Linked DNA regions of Mus musculus: regions 2, 3, 4 and 5 are each linked to region 1. The links are chromatin contacts, called in public ChIA-PET, HiChIP or PLAC-seq and promoter capture Hi-C maps. All regions are on one chromosome and are shown on one strand. Each heading gives the region's core, a stretch centred on a gene start, on an enhancer-like site or on the middle of the called end of the contact. The rest is flanking DNA. Distances are from core to core; before and after follow the strand shown. Region 1 has its middle 40 kb from the start of 2010308F09Rik. Region 2 holds the start of Med14 (mediator complex subunit 14). Region 3 overlaps Cask (calcium/calmodulin-dependent serine protein kinase (MAGUK family)). Region 4 has its middle 34 kb from the start of AA414768. Region 5 holds the start of AA414768 (expressed sequence AA414768).

Region 1 (2,832 bases), core at 224-2,723:
ACCACAAAACGGAGCCCCTTTGTTTCAGCTGGGTTTGAGTTGCAAAGGAAGCTCTCAGCAGCTCAGCGGGCGGGCAGTCTCTTTCCGCTTGGGCAGGACGCCTGGCTCCAGCGGTGGCGACTTGTTTAGCCAACTCAAGGCTGGGGGAAGGGCCCACATTCCTACCCTGTAAAAGAGAAAAACACAACCAAACAGCACCACAAACAACAGATTACAGGATTGCCACCCCAGGAGTCTTTGGGTTTGTTTGTTTGTTTTTAGATGACTTTTTTCTTTGGTAAGAATGTTTCATTTGTGTCTATGGCCTTGGAGTTAGAAGAGGACATGGGATCCCCTAAGACTAGAGTTACAGCCGGTTTTGAGTAGTTATGTGGGGGCTGGGAATGGAACCCGGGTTCTCTGGAAGAGCAGCCAGTGCTCTTAACAGGTCACCAAGCCATCTCTGGAACTGTCCTGTAACCACCTTTAAAATGCACATTTTGGTGAGGGGAGACTAGCATAACTCTAGATCTAGGGGTAACAATGACTGTGGCCTCTTAGGACATAGTACTTATGTGCCCACATACACAAATAAAAATAAAAACAGTAACAACAACAACAACAAAATAATCCAGCTCAGAGAGCTGGGGCTGTGTCTCAGTTGCAGAGTGCATGGCCGAAGAGTCCCCATTAGATCCCGTATCACCAGAGTAAGGGTTAACCAGCAGAATCCCTTGGCGGGTTGGGGTTACTAAAGTGTGTCCCAAAGATTACACCATCATACCATCATACAATAGATCTCCCGAAAGGAATTTATTTGGGTGGGAAGAGATGGGCTAGCCCAGACAACAAGAGACAGAGAGACAGGGTGAAAGAGTAGGCCGCGATGGGGGGGGGGGGCTGGCTTTTAAATGGTATGCCCGTGGCATTTGGCAGCTGGTGATCATAAAGCTGCTGGCCCTGAGGCGCTGAAGGCAGGCTGGGCCACAACCAGTACCGGCCACAGAAACCAGCTGTTGGCAGAAGTATCGGACCTGCAGTCTGGGATGGTGTGCCCACCCTGGGGCGTGGTCCCACCTGGTCACAAGTAAGATGCCTCCAGCCCTGACCCCACATCATCTACTCACGCAGCTCCCCTGTCCCAGCCAACAGCAACTTGTTCGCCCTGGGGTCTTACTTCTGTTAAGAGTCCCTACCAAAGGCCTGGGGCAAGGGTCTCTTCCTGATCTCCATAGGAGTCTCTGGTCTCACAATGTTTCTGTGTGGGTTCAGTGGTGACGAGGATTAGTTATGGATACACAGAGGCTGTGACACCTGCCAGCTCTGTGCTACTTCCTTTAAGGGCCTGGCCCCACAGCCACGTGGACCTTTGTCCATAGGGGTGGCGAGGAAGCCACACTGTTCCAGCAACCTGATCTTTAACAGAACAGCATCTGTCAGGACTCCGCGGCTCTCTGCCTGGCCAAGCCGGCACACTTTTTGTTGCCAAAGATGGGTGGTGTCACCGGAAGTCTAAGGGAGTGTGGTTCGGAAATCCCCTTGGAAAACCAGCTCTTGTGCCAGACCTCGCTTGACGTTAGGCTCTGCTGCCCTCTAGTGGCCGCAGGGTGGCATGAACCACGAGGGGTTGGAGACGTCTGCTCAATGGCTTGGGAAGTGGGGGAAGGGAACTGTGGCGGTTGCGCAGATCCAAGTGCTTTGTACCCACGACATCTTAGATTCTGCTGCGTCCCCCAACCCCCGATTTTTTTGCCCTTTGTTAATCAGAACTCAAAAAGCACCTAACCCTTTTACATATCCAGAGCACGAAGCCGGAACTAAGGCTCAAGCATCGGGCTCCTTGTTTGCTGGAATCCCCCAAAATGAACGTAACTGTCATACCATACATGTGTGTAAAATTGGAGAAAGGGGATGATATGAGCTTAATTGGTTAAGTGGTGGCTGGTGTATATCTGTAATCCTGCCACTACAGGGGCACAGACAGGGGATTCCCTGTGAGTTCTATGCCAGCCTGAACTATCCCAGTTTAAAAACAGAACTCTGCTATCTCCCCCACTATGACTCTCCCTTTGTCCCATTCCCACAGGCTAAGGGACTTCTGGATCCTGAGAACTCGAGTTGGCGATACAGTTGGAATGACTTTAATGGACCATTATATTTCCATATATAGGAATTACTGGCCATCTTAGGACAGGAATGCTTTCCAGGAATAATCTGCCTGCCCACCTGGTAACGCCACCCTGAGCCACAGCAGTTGGAAAGTAGGTGGTGGAAGAGAAACAGTGTTTCAAGTATTCAGAGCCAAAAGAGGGTCTGTGAAAAGTTATCCCAGCTATTAGTTATGAGACTGAGAGAGATGCCTCAGTGCTTTACAGTACTAATGGCTCCTCCAAAGGACATGGGTTCAATTCCTGGTCCCCATATGGTGGGCTCCCAATTATCTGTAACTCCAGTTCCAGGGGATCCACTGCCCTCTTCTGACCTCCTCAAGATCTGCATGCAGGTGGCACACAGACATGGAGGCAAATCACCCAGCCACAGTGAGACCTCATCTCAAAAGATTCAAAGAAAAGAGGGCTGTGGGAATGGTGTTGACATCAAGGATTTGAATAGAGAGCACCAGCCCAAATCATCATGGTCAAATTAATTAAAGCAAGCTTACCCCCTGCCCTACCCCCGCCTCCACTCACACAAGAGTTTTTCTCTGTAACAGTCCTGACTGTCTTTGAACTCACTCTGTAGACCAGGCTGGCCTCGAACTCAGAGAGCTGTCTGTCTCTGCCACCGGGGTGCTAGTATTAAAGGTGGGGGCCACCATAGTCCACTGCAAACCTGCAAGCTCTTTTTTTTTTT
Region 2 (2,832 bases), core at 117-2,616, 450 kb before region 1:
TTACAAGAGTAAGTGAAGCCCGCCCTAATTCTTTTAGTCATGTACAATGTAATTCTCCAGTAACAAAGTATTGCAAGATACATCCTAGCGTCTACATACTAACGTATTTCCCTGGAAACCTGAGGGAGCCTAACAATAGGTAAAAAGAAAACTTTTATGGACCTCAGGTAGAAGATGCTAAAGAGTTTCAAATTTTCCTAGTACCTTTTATTCACATAGTGAACCATCCGTGTAGTCGGCTTGTACTCTGAAGGTATTAACACCCTAATCACGCCCCAAGGCATTTCATAGGTAACTAGACTGAAACCCGGAGGCTCATTAGAAAAAAAGTATTCTACTTTCACTACATCCATAAAGACTTAACACGCTTTCAAATGTTGCAGAAAGAATCAGAATTTATAATGTAATTGTTTTACACAGAATCGACCTCCGGCATTTTAAGAGAAACAATTGCAACCTTCATTTAAAACATTGTCAAAAAAGATGTAAAACATTTCCCTTCGTTGAAAATCCCGTTCAGTTCGAATTCTACGTAGTCCTCAATGCTTACTCTTCGACTTAGGTTTTTAGAAAATATTCCACATAGAAATTAATACACTTCTGTTGGGAACTCAAGACAAAAATCCCAAAGACAATCTTCAGCGCAAGTGTTAACATGCGAAACTAACCAGTCTCCGTGCTTTCATCGTCAACCAGATCCCCAATAGTTACCTCCTCCCTGTCCCCAGAACCTAAACCCCATGAATTTCCAAATTCTACGCTCAGCAGCCTAGCTCAGTAAATGGCAAGCATAAGCCTCTCTTGAAGGCGGGAAGGGCAAGTGAGGAGCCGGGAAGCAGGCATGGGTTCGCAGCACTTACAAGTCCGTCAACACCATAAGCTCCGAGTAGGCCCGGTGGAGCAGAAATTCGATGAGCGTGCTAAGCCGGTATCCAGGGCTAGCTGCCGCCGCAGCTGCCGCCGCCACAGCGGCTGCGGGCGGCGGGGGAGCCGGGGCAGACGCGGAGCCGCTGCTGCTGCCTCCGCCGCCGCTGCTGCCACCGCCGCCGCCAGGAGGGATCAGCTGGTGGTTGTCCAGCTGCACTGGGGCCATGGCGGCGTACAGCCCGGCTCGGGGCAACCGCCTGAGATGCGGCCCTGGAGCCTCCTCCCGGGCTCGGTGACCGCACCGAGGCGGGCGCGGGCAGAGTGGCCGCCGCCTAGCGCCAGGCCGCCTCTGAACAGGAAGCCGAGCCCAAGCTGCGGAGGCCCGCCCCCATGTAGGGCCGGGCCGGCCGGCCGCAGGGAGGCGAGCGTGGGGCGGGAGGGCAGAGAGGCGGGCCGGCCGCCACTCAAGTGGGGAAGCTTCCGCGACTGCTCAGCGGCCGCCCGGCCGGCGGGTTATAGCGTCCATGTTGCTGGGCCGAGAGCGGAAGTCGCCAGGCAGAACGGAAGGGGAACCCGCGGGAGGCCCTTTCCAAAGGCAACCTGCGACCGTTCCCCGCGCTGTGCTGTTCTGGGGGACAGGAGGAGGGGGTGCGTGGGAGAGGGGCGGAGCCAGGAGGTGCGTGGGCGGGAAAGCGGAAAGGGGGGTGGGCGCAAGGCGCCGGAAGCCGCGCCGCCAGTCCAGCGGCCGCGTCACAGTAACGTCAGTGGTCCCTAAGCGCTCTTTTTCCCCGCCTAGGCGACCGCAGCGGGACGGTGAACGGAGAAGGGTTGGCGGAGAAACCACCCGTCTCTCCTCTCGGGGCCCCAAAAAGGCGGCCTGCGGCGACCGCGCGCTGTGACTGTCCAACGCACGCTCCGCCCATAGGCGACCCTGGCGCGACGCGTGGGAGAAAACGTTACAGTCTCTTTTTTTCCTTTTTCCTTTTTTTTTTTTGTCAATTGTGGGACAAGAGCAACGACACAATAACGTCATTTGAATGCAGTCTCCTGTGTGCCGCGCCTTTGCTGTCACCCAAAGCCCAACATTGAAACACATGTAGTCCTTAAATCCTTTGCTGGTGTTCTTGGCTTTTGTCCCTGCCCTTGCAGTAGCCGCCCTATCCTGCCTGGGTTTTCATCTTTCCAACTACAGCCTCTTTCTCCCAAAATCCACATGTTTTGTCTGTTTTCTAATCTTGGCTTCTGTTTGAAACGAACTGCAAGCCTTTAAACATGTCTGTGGGTTCCCTCCACCTCCATAGATTCGGAAGCAATTGGTCTTTCGTGATGTCTGGGCTTCGAAAGTTTTTTTGTGTGCGTTTATTTTTGTTTTTTGTTTAGTAACCTAGCTATTCTCACGCACAAGTCACGGAAAAATTAACTGTTAAAAGCGTCTATTTTTGTGACCCTACCTAAACATCGTTTTGCAGCTTCATCTCTCGCAGGTGTAACAGATGCTCATGCTGATCGTAAGGTTAGACAATTCTCTTTGTTCTCCACTTGTACAATTGCAGTGCTCTTGATTCTTGGTCTCACTGTGTTGTCGGGGCTGGCATTTTTTAGCTCTTGAGCTCAAAGTAATTGGGATCACAAGCTCCTCCACTACCTCATCCATTTTTCAGATTGATAAATCATGTATTTATGGGGTACAGTGTTAAATTGCATATGTTTATGGGGTACAGTGCATGAATACACTCCCGAATGAACAAATCGGACTCATTGACTTTGATCACCTCTCATACTTTATTCTTTGTGGTGACAGCTAGAATATACCACCACCTCCTGCCACAACATTGCCTTTTGCAGGACTAAGGATTGAATCCAACCAAATCCTTGCCTATAGTAGGCAAACATTCTGCCTTTATATCCCCAGCTATTTTTTATTGAGTTGGGTTCTCCTTAAATGACATAGGCTCACCTGGGACT
Region 3 (2,832 bases), core at 147-2,646, 370 kb after region 1:
GAACCAGATACAATTTCTATTTGATCCTGCTTGCATACTAAAATTTTTTCCCCTGAAATCAAAGACATTTTGTACATATTTATTTTTTTGTGGGTCTTTCAAGTCTGACTTACTAAACAAGTTTTTCTTTAAATATAGAGAAGACCTTAGATATAAATACAATTCTATTTCTCTATTTTAAAGAGAATCCTATAGTCTGGACAAATATCACCCAAGCACCCATGTATTAAAAGGCATAATTGCCAGCTTGTGGCACTAGTGGCAGGTGGTGGAACCTTTAGGAAGTGGGGTCTGGTAGGAAAAGCTAGGTCAGTGGGACTGTGCCATTGAAATAGATGGCAGTATTCCATTCACTTCTTCTCTTTGCTTTTTGTGTGTCATGAAGTGGGTAGCTTCTTCTGCCATAATGTTTTGCTTTCCCATAGGCCCAAAGCAATAGGGAGAACAAATGGAAACCTCTAAAACCGTGAGCCAAAATATTTTTCTTCCTTTTAAGGTGATTATCTCAGGTGTTTTGTCATAGCAACTGAAAGCTGTTCAACAAAGAGGAGAAAACTAATGTCTAGGTATGTGAAATGCTGCACTTAGGGTTACACAAGCAGAGCAGCAGGGCATGAGAGCATGGCCTTCTGGATCACACCAGACCTCTCTGGGTTATGTTAGAATTTAGAAATAGATAACAACTAACAACTCGTGCTAGGAAGGTGCCTTTAGTAATATTTTGGGGGGAAATTGCAGAAAATGCTATTCATAGATCATGGCAAAAATAAACTACATATGATCTGGAAGTTAATCAGTTGCTGGTTTTGTCATGTTAAGTAACTGCATGGTTTTGTCACGTTAAGTAACCTTAATCTTCTCCTGGCCAAAAGGGAACTTTTTAGGTTTTAGGGGCTATCTGGTCTCTGTCACTACTATTACAGCCTGTTGTGTTGTATAAAAGCAGCTGTTAACAATGAATAGACTGTGTTTCAGTAAAATATGTATCAAATAAGTGGTTGGCTGGATTTGGCTTGAGGGTGATAACTTGCAACTTCTGCTCCAGACTTATAAGTTCAAGGTAGACTGGTAACATCAAAATAGATTTTTTTGTCATTTGCATTCCTTAAATCTGAAGATAATAAAGCATATTTATAAGGCTGGCATGCTGAAGGGAGTGGGAGAGGGGATAGAAAGATGTTAATAGATTATTCCTAGAAGGAAGACAAAGATGAGGAGCTCTGGCTGTTTGCATTCTTTTTCTAAAGAAATTAGCTACCCAAGTTCAGCACTACACACACACACACACACACACACACACACACACACACACAAACCACAGACATAGAATCAAGGCAAAAACAAGGAAATGTGAACAGCTGCAAGGGAAACAGGCTGTCTCACACTGTGTCACTCCTAGACAGACGTGCTCCCTGCCAGTCTTTGGCACTGGGTCAGATATGACCACACACAGCTGCACAGACACACTTCACCTCCGCCTTGGAGTCACTGCAACTCCATTGGGAAACTGTATTCTACAGATGGTGCAAACAAAGCAGAGTAAACTCAGTGGCAATACCCAGTTCCTATCTCCTAAGCATGCACTTTCCAACAGATAGATGAAGTCAATCACTTTTACTTTACTTGTAAAGCATTAAAGGCAGCTCCTATTTTAACACAGCATTACATTTCACTCTTGATTTCTTAGTCCTCAAATAGAAATAATTGCTCACATATTCCACATTTAGGTATCTGTTCCATATCTATTTTAAATATTCTATAATTAAAGTTAGTGGGAAGATACTATGAAATAACTATCCCTGGGTTGTGTAGCTCATCAACCTTTTCTTTTTCCACAGAGAAAACCTTATAAAGGACAAGAATATGTACCACTTGAGACAAGATTGTAACTTTTGGAACAAGACTCTAAATATAGATCAATAAATGAAGAGCTTCCTTCTAGAGCTTCAAAGAACAGTTAAGTTCATTAGCGGCCAGTTACTTTAAAGACACTGAAGCAACTTTTTGTTGGAAGATAATTCAAGTTCATTTTTAGCTCCAAAATAATGAAATGTGCCCGCAACTGTAGTGAGACAGATAGTAAGAGTGTGAGAAAGACTATATGAAATGGCAGCCATGAGATGAGAGACAGCCTGTCAGAGACTCCCTTCACAGTCTCAGGGAACAGGAACCAAGTTCCAATATCGTGCCTTAGTGAACTGAGAAGTGCTAGGCAAAAGGACTTTTTTTTTTCACATATTATATATTTGAAATCCATCAAAATGTTAGGGAAAGGCAGGTGACTTAATACTAATATTTAGGGAACTGACAAGCAGCTATCACTTTGAAGATGATTTTTCGAAGTTGTAAACTGGAGAAAAGTTTCAGAGATCTAAACTATATTTTCCTGCCCAAATTAACATACCAACTTGAGATTTTCAGCTTAGATACCTACCCAGGAAGTTTAAACCGCATAGTTCCTGGATAGCCCGGGGAAACCCAACTCTTTAATATAAACAAAACCAAAAATGAAAGTCCCTTTCAGACATTAAAAATGAGATAGTACAGGTCTGAAAGGAATATTGTACATCTTAAAATTGCATTTTCAGAAAAATTGAGGAACTATAAATTTATAAACTGAAAGAAAAATTTTTTACACATCTAAGAATGATTATGCATCATTGTGATTCCACAATTTACAAAATGTTATAAAAGCCACCATGGTGAGTTTTGGGTCAGAAATGTTGACTGTGGGTTAATAACCCTGTCCCTCCCCCTTGAGACCCTGTCTATCTATTGGAGGTAGACTCTTTGAGTTCCCTCTCCCCAATGTTGGGCATTTTGGCTAAGGGC
Region 4 (2,832 bases), core at 128-2,627, 310 kb before region 1:
TCTATCTAAAGGCTGAGACCCAGAACATGCATTGTCTTTCATAGACCACTCTTCTGTGATGGTTAATCTCAATGGTCAACTTGATGGGAGGTGAGTCTCTAGACATGCCAGAATTTGTTTAGGTTGAAAGTGGGCAGCACCATTCCCTAGGCTTAAGTCCTGGACTGCATAAAAAGGAGAAAACCAGACAAGTACTAGCATTTATTATTCTCTTTTCCCTGACTGTAGGTACATGACCCACTGCTTTGGTCTCCTATTTCCATGCCTGCCTCACTGTGATAGACTGTACCCTCAAACAGAGAGTCAAAATAAGCCCTTCCTTCCCAAAGGTGCGTTTGTCAGGCTATTCTTATCACAGCAACAGAAAGGTAACTAATGCAATTGCCTTTTGTAGACAATGAAGGATGGAGGAGAAAGAACACTCAAGAGCCCAAACGCTAGAAAGAAGACTAGGTAGGCTTTCCTATCTCTGGCTAGAAAGACTCATTCTCCAAAAAGTGTTGAGAGCAACAGCCCTGTGCAAGGACCACAGCAGACTATCTCCAAACTTGACTGGCATGTTCTGTGACTGCCCTTTGCTCCTCCAGACCCATGTCACCCTGCTTCAACTGCTCTATGTTGGGCTCCAATTGACTCCCTCATAGAGTTCCTGTGCCCTCTACCCTCCAGGTGATCCTGGCCAACTCTAGGAGCCAGTAGGTAAAAGCATATGTATTTCCCACAAATGCCTCCTTGAGGGCTAGCCAGCTACAGCTTTGAACCAGAAGCCACAAGTCTTGTCAAGAGGCCCTCTTCACAGGCTTCTCTCTCTCTCAAGTTTCCAGTAATTGCTTCCTTCTTCTACCCCTTCTGGCCTGTGGTTTCCATACACCCTGATCTGCCTTCGTAAATAGTCTCTTTATTAAACTCATCTCATTTTACCCAATCAGAGAGTACCATCTGTTTCGTGCCAGAACCTGGAATGATACAGATGGCTTGTCTAACAAGAGCTATTGATGGCAAGCCCAAGTACCCTTTATTGTGCTAGGCAGAGGTAGGGCAGCCTGAACATAACTGGAAGAGTACTGCCTAGAATGAAGCCAGAAATGTGAGCTCCTTGACAGTGGGTCCTTCTTAAGAACAGGTTTGCTGCCTTCCTTCATTCTGGATCACCATTCTGCCTTAAAAGGGGTTCCCTTTCTCAGACCATGAGATTGCTCTGTGAGTGGTTTTCTACTCCCATAAATGCAGTCAGTGAGTGCCCGAGGAGACATTAGATGCCAACGTTCTCCAAGAAAAGAGGCAGAGGCAGACTGAAAAGAGAATGGAGGCTTGGCTCTAGAGGCTTCCACTTTTGCTCAAGGCTGACGTTCTAGGCCTGGAAGAGGCGAGGAGTCCAGCCAAAGCAGCTGTTCTCAAGTTTCCTAAGGCTGCGGCCCTTTAACACACTTCCTCATGGTGTGACCCCAACCATGACATTATTTTATTGTAACTTCCTAACTGTAATTTTGCTACTGCTCCTCCAGACCCATGTCACGCTGCTTCAACTACTCTGTGCTGGGCCTTAATTGACTCTCTCATAGAGTTCCTGTGCCCTGTGCAGGATATCTGATATGTGACTCCTATGAAAAGATCATTCAACTTCTGAAGGGGTTACAACCCACAGGGTGAGAACCTTGGAGCTAAAGAGAAATAGAAAAACAAGTGTTCCCATCACTCTGCCAGAGGGCACTTACTGCCTATCAATGGGCAGGTTTAGCTCAGTTACCCACAAGTTGTGTGGATAGGAATATGTTAGTAGAAGATATTGGGAATATCATAGAGCATATTACCATGCTTTGAAAGCCAAGGTGCATCATGATCTCTACTATATCCACCTACATAAAACCCAACAAAGACTAGAAGTTACACGAGGAGTTCAGTATTTAAGGCCCATTTATTGTTCTAGCAGAGTACCAGGGTTCAATTCCCAGAACCGACACGGTGGCTCCACTTCCAGAGGATCTGAAACCTTCTTCTGACCTTATTGGACAGGTGCATATGGACATGGTACATAAACAAGCATTTAGACAAACACTCATGCAGGGAAAGCAAACATAAAAAAGTCCTTTTTAAAAAAAAGAACATACATGAAATTATTGCTGTGACATTGAAGTGAGAAATAATTTTCAAAAACATTGTTATTTGAATGAGATGGCTCTTATGAATGAATGTGGAGGGAAATATAATACAAGTTTGTCTATAAAATATGTCTTTAGCTCCATCCTCTTTGTGGTAAGAGGTGAATGTTTTTTTTTCCAGCCCAGTCCAGTCCCAGTTTTACGAAGTAAGATTCTGAACTATTTTTTTCAAAGATTTATTTATTTATTTTATGTATATGAGTACACTGTAGCTGTGCTGTACAGATGGTTGTGAGCTATCATGTGGTTGCTGGGAATTTTGAATTCAGGACCTCTGCTTGCTTCAGTCAGCCTTGCTCACTCTAGCCTAAAGATTTATTTATTATTATATGTAAGTACACTGTACCTGTCTTCAGATGCACCAGAAGAGGGAGTCAGATACCATTACAGATGGTTTTGAGCCACTATGTGGTTGCTGGGATTTGAACTCAGGACCTTTGGAAGAGCAGTCAGTGCTCTTAACTGCTGAGCCATCTCTCCAGCCCAAGATTCTGAACTATTAAGTGAATCATTCAATGTGGATCCAGAAGAGAGAGACAAAGACAAAGACATAGACATAGACATAGAGAAACTTCAATTATCTCAACATTCTCAAAAAAGTAAGAAATGGGCCCAGTGAGATGGGATAATTGTAATACTTCCCTCTTGTGGACCCCTCAGCCCGGCTCCTAGC
Region 5 (2,832 bases), core at 242-2,741, 270 kb before region 1:
TTTCTGAGTTCGAGGCCAGCCTGGTCTACAGAGTGAGTTCCAGGACAGCCAGAGCTATACAGAGAAACCCTGTCTCGAAAAACCAGAAAAAAACCCAAACCAAAACAATAAAATGGACAAAGGAGTCGACAGGCATTTCTCATGAGAAGTGCTGAGACTCTTGTGAAACCGCTCATCTTCACTAAACTATGAGCAAACCGCAGATGAAAACCACCAAGAGGTATCTTGTCACACCTCACCGGGGGCATGATAAAAATAAATAAGTAAATAATAAAAGAAAAAAATGACTAGTGATAACAAAGATGTGGAGAAATTGGGCCCTTGCTGGGCTGGAAGTAGCTGTGAAGTTTCCTTTAAAAAAATCTATGTACAGGCCAGGCAGTGGTGGTGCACACCTTTAATCCCAGCACTTGGGAGGCAGAGGCAGGAGGATTTCTGAGTTCGAGGCCAGCCTGGTCTACAGTGTGAGTTCCAGGACAGCCAAGGCTACACAGAGAAACAATGTCTTGAAAACCAAACAAATCTATGCACAACCTAAAGCCTTCTGAGTCCACCAAGCCTGCTTGTGCTTATTAGAAGCAAAAGCAGGAGCTCTCTCCTCTCTTTCTCCTCACTCTCTGTCTGTCTGTCTGTCTGTCTCCCCCCCCCCCCCACTCACTTACTCACTCACACACTCTCTCCTCTCTATCTCCCCAACTCAGTGTCTGTGTTTTGTATGTGCAAGATAACCTCCCAGTCTGCCTCTCATACAGCACTGGGATTACAGGCATGCCTTAGGCTAGGCCACGCTTTTTATACAAGCGCTGAAGATTTGAACTTCTCATGCTTGAGCATCGAGTGATACTTATTTGCTGAGCCATCTTTCAGCTCTGAAATCAGTGACCCATGTTCACTGTAGCAGTATTCAAGATAGCCACGATATGGAAGCAACTAAAATGACTGTTGAAATGAATCGAGAAAACAACCGACCGGGAATGTAGCTCAGGTTGTAGAATGCTTGCCTACATGCTCCAAGCCCTGGGTTCCATCTTTAGCCTTTAGCACTACACAAACTAGCTGTGGTGGTGCATTCCTGTAGTTCCCACCATCCAGGAGGTGAGGGTAGAAATATCAGAAGTTCACATTTCTTTTAAAATCAGCTTGGGGCCATAGCTTGCACGCCTAGAATGCTTGTGGCCTTGGCTTCCTTTCCCAGGAGGCCATAAACTGGGTGTGGTGGCGCTGTGAAATCAGCACTGGGTGAGGAGGGAGGTAGAGGCTGGAGGTTCAGGCGTTCAAGGCCATCTTTGGCTACACAGAGTTCAAGACCAGCCCCCATTATTCAAGACTATGTTTCAAAACAAAATTAAAAAAAAAAAAGAACAAAAGGTTCCGTTATGCAAGATGAAAAGGCCCTGTAGATCATTGTGCGACACAGTGCTTAGACTTATGACTGAGGCGGCCACGCTCTGCGGGTCGCGGAGGCGGGCAGAGGCGGAGCCGCAGGAGCCCGGCCCGGCGGCCCCAGGGGCGGTGGCAGCCCAGCAGGCGTCTCGCGGGGCCTCTTTGCTTCCACACTCGTCTCAGAGGACCCAAAAGGAAGGATGTCGTCGGGGCTTAAGGCCGAGCTGGAGTTCCTAGCGTCCATCTTCGACCAGGACCACGAGCGGCTGCGCATCGTGAGCTGGCAGCTGGATGAGCTGCAGTGTCAGTTCCTGGTGCCGCCGGCGCCCGCGGGCAGCCCGCCCTCGCCGCCGCTCACCCTGCACTGCTCCATCACCGAGTCCTACCCATCTTCGCCGCCGATATGGTTCGTGGACTCTGACGATCCAGATCTCACATCGATCCTGGAACGACTGGAAGATTCGAAGCCCAACAGTTCGCTTCGTCAGCAGCTCAAGTGGCTGATCTGTGAACTCTGCAGCTTATATAACCTGCCTGAGCACCTGGATATGGAGATGCTGGACCAGCCGGTCCCCATGGCTCAGAAGGCGACCATCGAAGAGGTGCCTTCAGAAGATGAAGGTGAAGATGCAGCTGACGGGGTGGAAGACTTGGACCATTATGAGCTGAAAGAAGGAGGAGGAGGAGGAGGAGGAGGAGGAGGAGAAGAAGAAGAAGAAGAAGAGGCTAGTAGCGAGAAAAAGTCAGAGGATGAAGGGCTTGAGAAAGAGCATTTGGCAATATTAGAGAATATCAAGAAGAGCCAAAGGCAAGAGCATTTGAATGGTACCGTGTCTGGCTCGGTGCATGCTTCAAACAGACTTATGAAAGAACTCAGAGATATATACAGATCGCAGAGCTACAAATCGGGGACTTATTCCGTGGAACTGATAAACGACAGCTTATATGACTGGCACGTTAAACTGAGGAAGGTTGACCCCGATAGTCCCTTGTACGGTGACCTTCAGCTCTTGAATGAAAAAGAAGGCATTGACTATATTTTGCTTAACTTCTCTTTCAAAGATAACTTTCCGTTTGATCCTCCATTTGTTCGCGTCGAGTTGCCTATTCTCTCTGGAGGGTATGTTTTGGGTGGAGGGGCGTTGTGTATGGAACTGCTCACCAAACAGGGCTGGAGCAGCGCCTACTCCATTGAATCAGTCATCATGCAGATCAATGCCACCTTAGTCAAAGGCAAGGCCAGGGTGCGCTTTGGAGCAGATAAGAATCAATATAATCTAGAAACAGCCCAACAGTCCTATGACTCCGTCGTGCAGATGCATGAGAAAAAGGGCTGGTTCACTCCTCCAAAGGAAGATGGGTAAATAGTAGACTGTGGTGTATTTGGAACAAGGTAGCTTTAAAGACACAAACAAGCTTTGCATATCTTTGTAACAGTAGTGCGGAAGA

Evidence for each region. Promoter capture Hi-C pulls out the DNA fragments that hold promoters and counts their contacts. ChIA-PET counts read pairs in DNA pulled down with a chosen protein or histone mark. HiChIP or PLAC-seq counts read pairs in DNA pulled down with a chosen protein or histone mark.
Region 2: a promoter capture Hi-C map of embryonic stem cells shows a contact between it and region 1, with 4 times the contacts expected there. The contact joins the promoter of Med14 here to the enhancer-like site in region 1. A contact is called at or near these places in 1 of 39 promoter capture datasets (embryonic stem cells), 6 of 484 Hi-C or Micro-C datasets (cerebral cortex and embryonic stem cells) and 3 of 115 datasets of contacts at active chromatin or transcription factors (the NIH/3T3 cell line, embryonic stem cells and extraembryonic endoderm stem cells).
Region 3: an RNA polymerase II ChIA-PET map of memory CD8 T cells shows a contact between it and region 1, with 6 read pairs. The contact joins two enhancer-like sites. A contact is called at or near these places in 2 of 115 datasets of contacts at active chromatin or transcription factors (large pre-B cells and memory CD8 T cells) and 2 of 9 other capture datasets (liver and pancreatic islet).
Region 4: a contact with region 1 is called in an Esrrb HiChIP or PLAC-seq map of embryonic stem cells, with 35 times the contacts expected there. The contact joins two enhancer-like sites. A contact is called at or near these places in 1 of 39 promoter capture datasets (embryonic stem cells), 2 of 15 datasets of contacts at CTCF or cohesin (embryonic stem cells and large pre-B cells), 29 of 484 Hi-C or Micro-C datasets (B cells, the G1E-ER4 cell line, the HL-1 cell line and 5 more), 17 of 115 datasets of contacts at active chromatin or transcription factors (embryonic stem cells, epiblast stem cells, fetal liver and 2 more) and 1 of 9 other capture datasets (embryonic stem cells).
Region 5: an H3K27ac HiChIP or PLAC-seq map of embryonic stem cells shows a contact between it and region 1, with 6 times the contacts expected there. The contact joins the promoter of AA414768 here to the enhancer-like site in region 1. A contact is called at or near these places in 3 of 15 datasets of contacts at CTCF or cohesin (CD8 T cells, embryonic stem cells and stem cell-derived epiblast-like cells), 36 of 484 Hi-C or Micro-C datasets (B cells, CD8 T cells, the HL-1 cell line and 10 more) and 11 of 115 datasets of contacts at active chromatin or transcription factors (embryonic stem cells, epiblast stem cells and stem cell-derived neural progenitor cells).

The regions. Positions count from the first base shown.
Region 1 is chrX:13,206,643-13,209,474 of GRCm38.p6, forward strand. No RefSeq gene overlaps it. Among named protein-coding and RNA genes, the nearest start is that of 2010308F09Rik, 40 kb to the right of the region's middle. Within about 2 kb of position 1,474, at least 154 of the 459 cell types and tissues checked have an H3K27ac peak or open chromatin away from gene starts, as enhancers often do. A contact at or near this core is called in B cells, CD8 T cells, the HL-1 cell line and 9 more, where this site is marked.
Region 2 is chrX:12,760,607-12,763,438 of GRCm38.p6, forward strand. It overlaps Med14 (mediator complex subunit 14), which reads right to left and starts at 1,367. Exons shown (of 31, transcript NM_001048208.1): 1 at 861-1,367. The coding sequence starts at 1,093. Gm14634 (predicted gene 14634) reads left to right here and starts at 1,672. Exons shown (of 5, transcript NR_045852.1): 1 at 1,672-2,380.
Region 3 is chrX:13,575,400-13,578,231 of GRCm38.p6, forward strand. All of the region lies in intron 12 of Cask (calcium/calmodulin-dependent serine protein kinase (MAGUK family)), which reads right to left. All of the region lies in intron 1 of Gm34836 (a long non-coding RNA gene), which reads left to right. Among named protein-coding and RNA genes, the nearest start is that of Gm34836, 7.0 kb to the left of the region's middle. Within about 2 kb of position 1,397, at least 75 of the 459 cell types and tissues checked have an H3K27ac peak or open chromatin away from gene starts, as enhancers often do. A contact at or near this core is called in memory CD8 T cells, where this site is marked.
Region 4 is chrX:12,901,069-12,903,900 of GRCm38.p6, forward strand. No RefSeq gene overlaps it. Among named protein-coding and RNA genes, the nearest start is that of AA414768, 34 kb to the right of the region's middle. Within about 2 kb of position 1,378, at least 8 of the 459 cell types and tissues checked have an H3K27ac peak or open chromatin away from gene starts, as enhancers often do.
Region 5 is chrX:12,935,382-12,938,213 of GRCm38.p6, forward strand. It overlaps AA414768 (expressed sequence AA414768), which reads left to right and starts at 1,492. Exons shown (of 1, transcript NM_001272033.1): 1 at 1,492-2,832. The coding sequence starts at 1,584. The coding sequence ends at 2,747.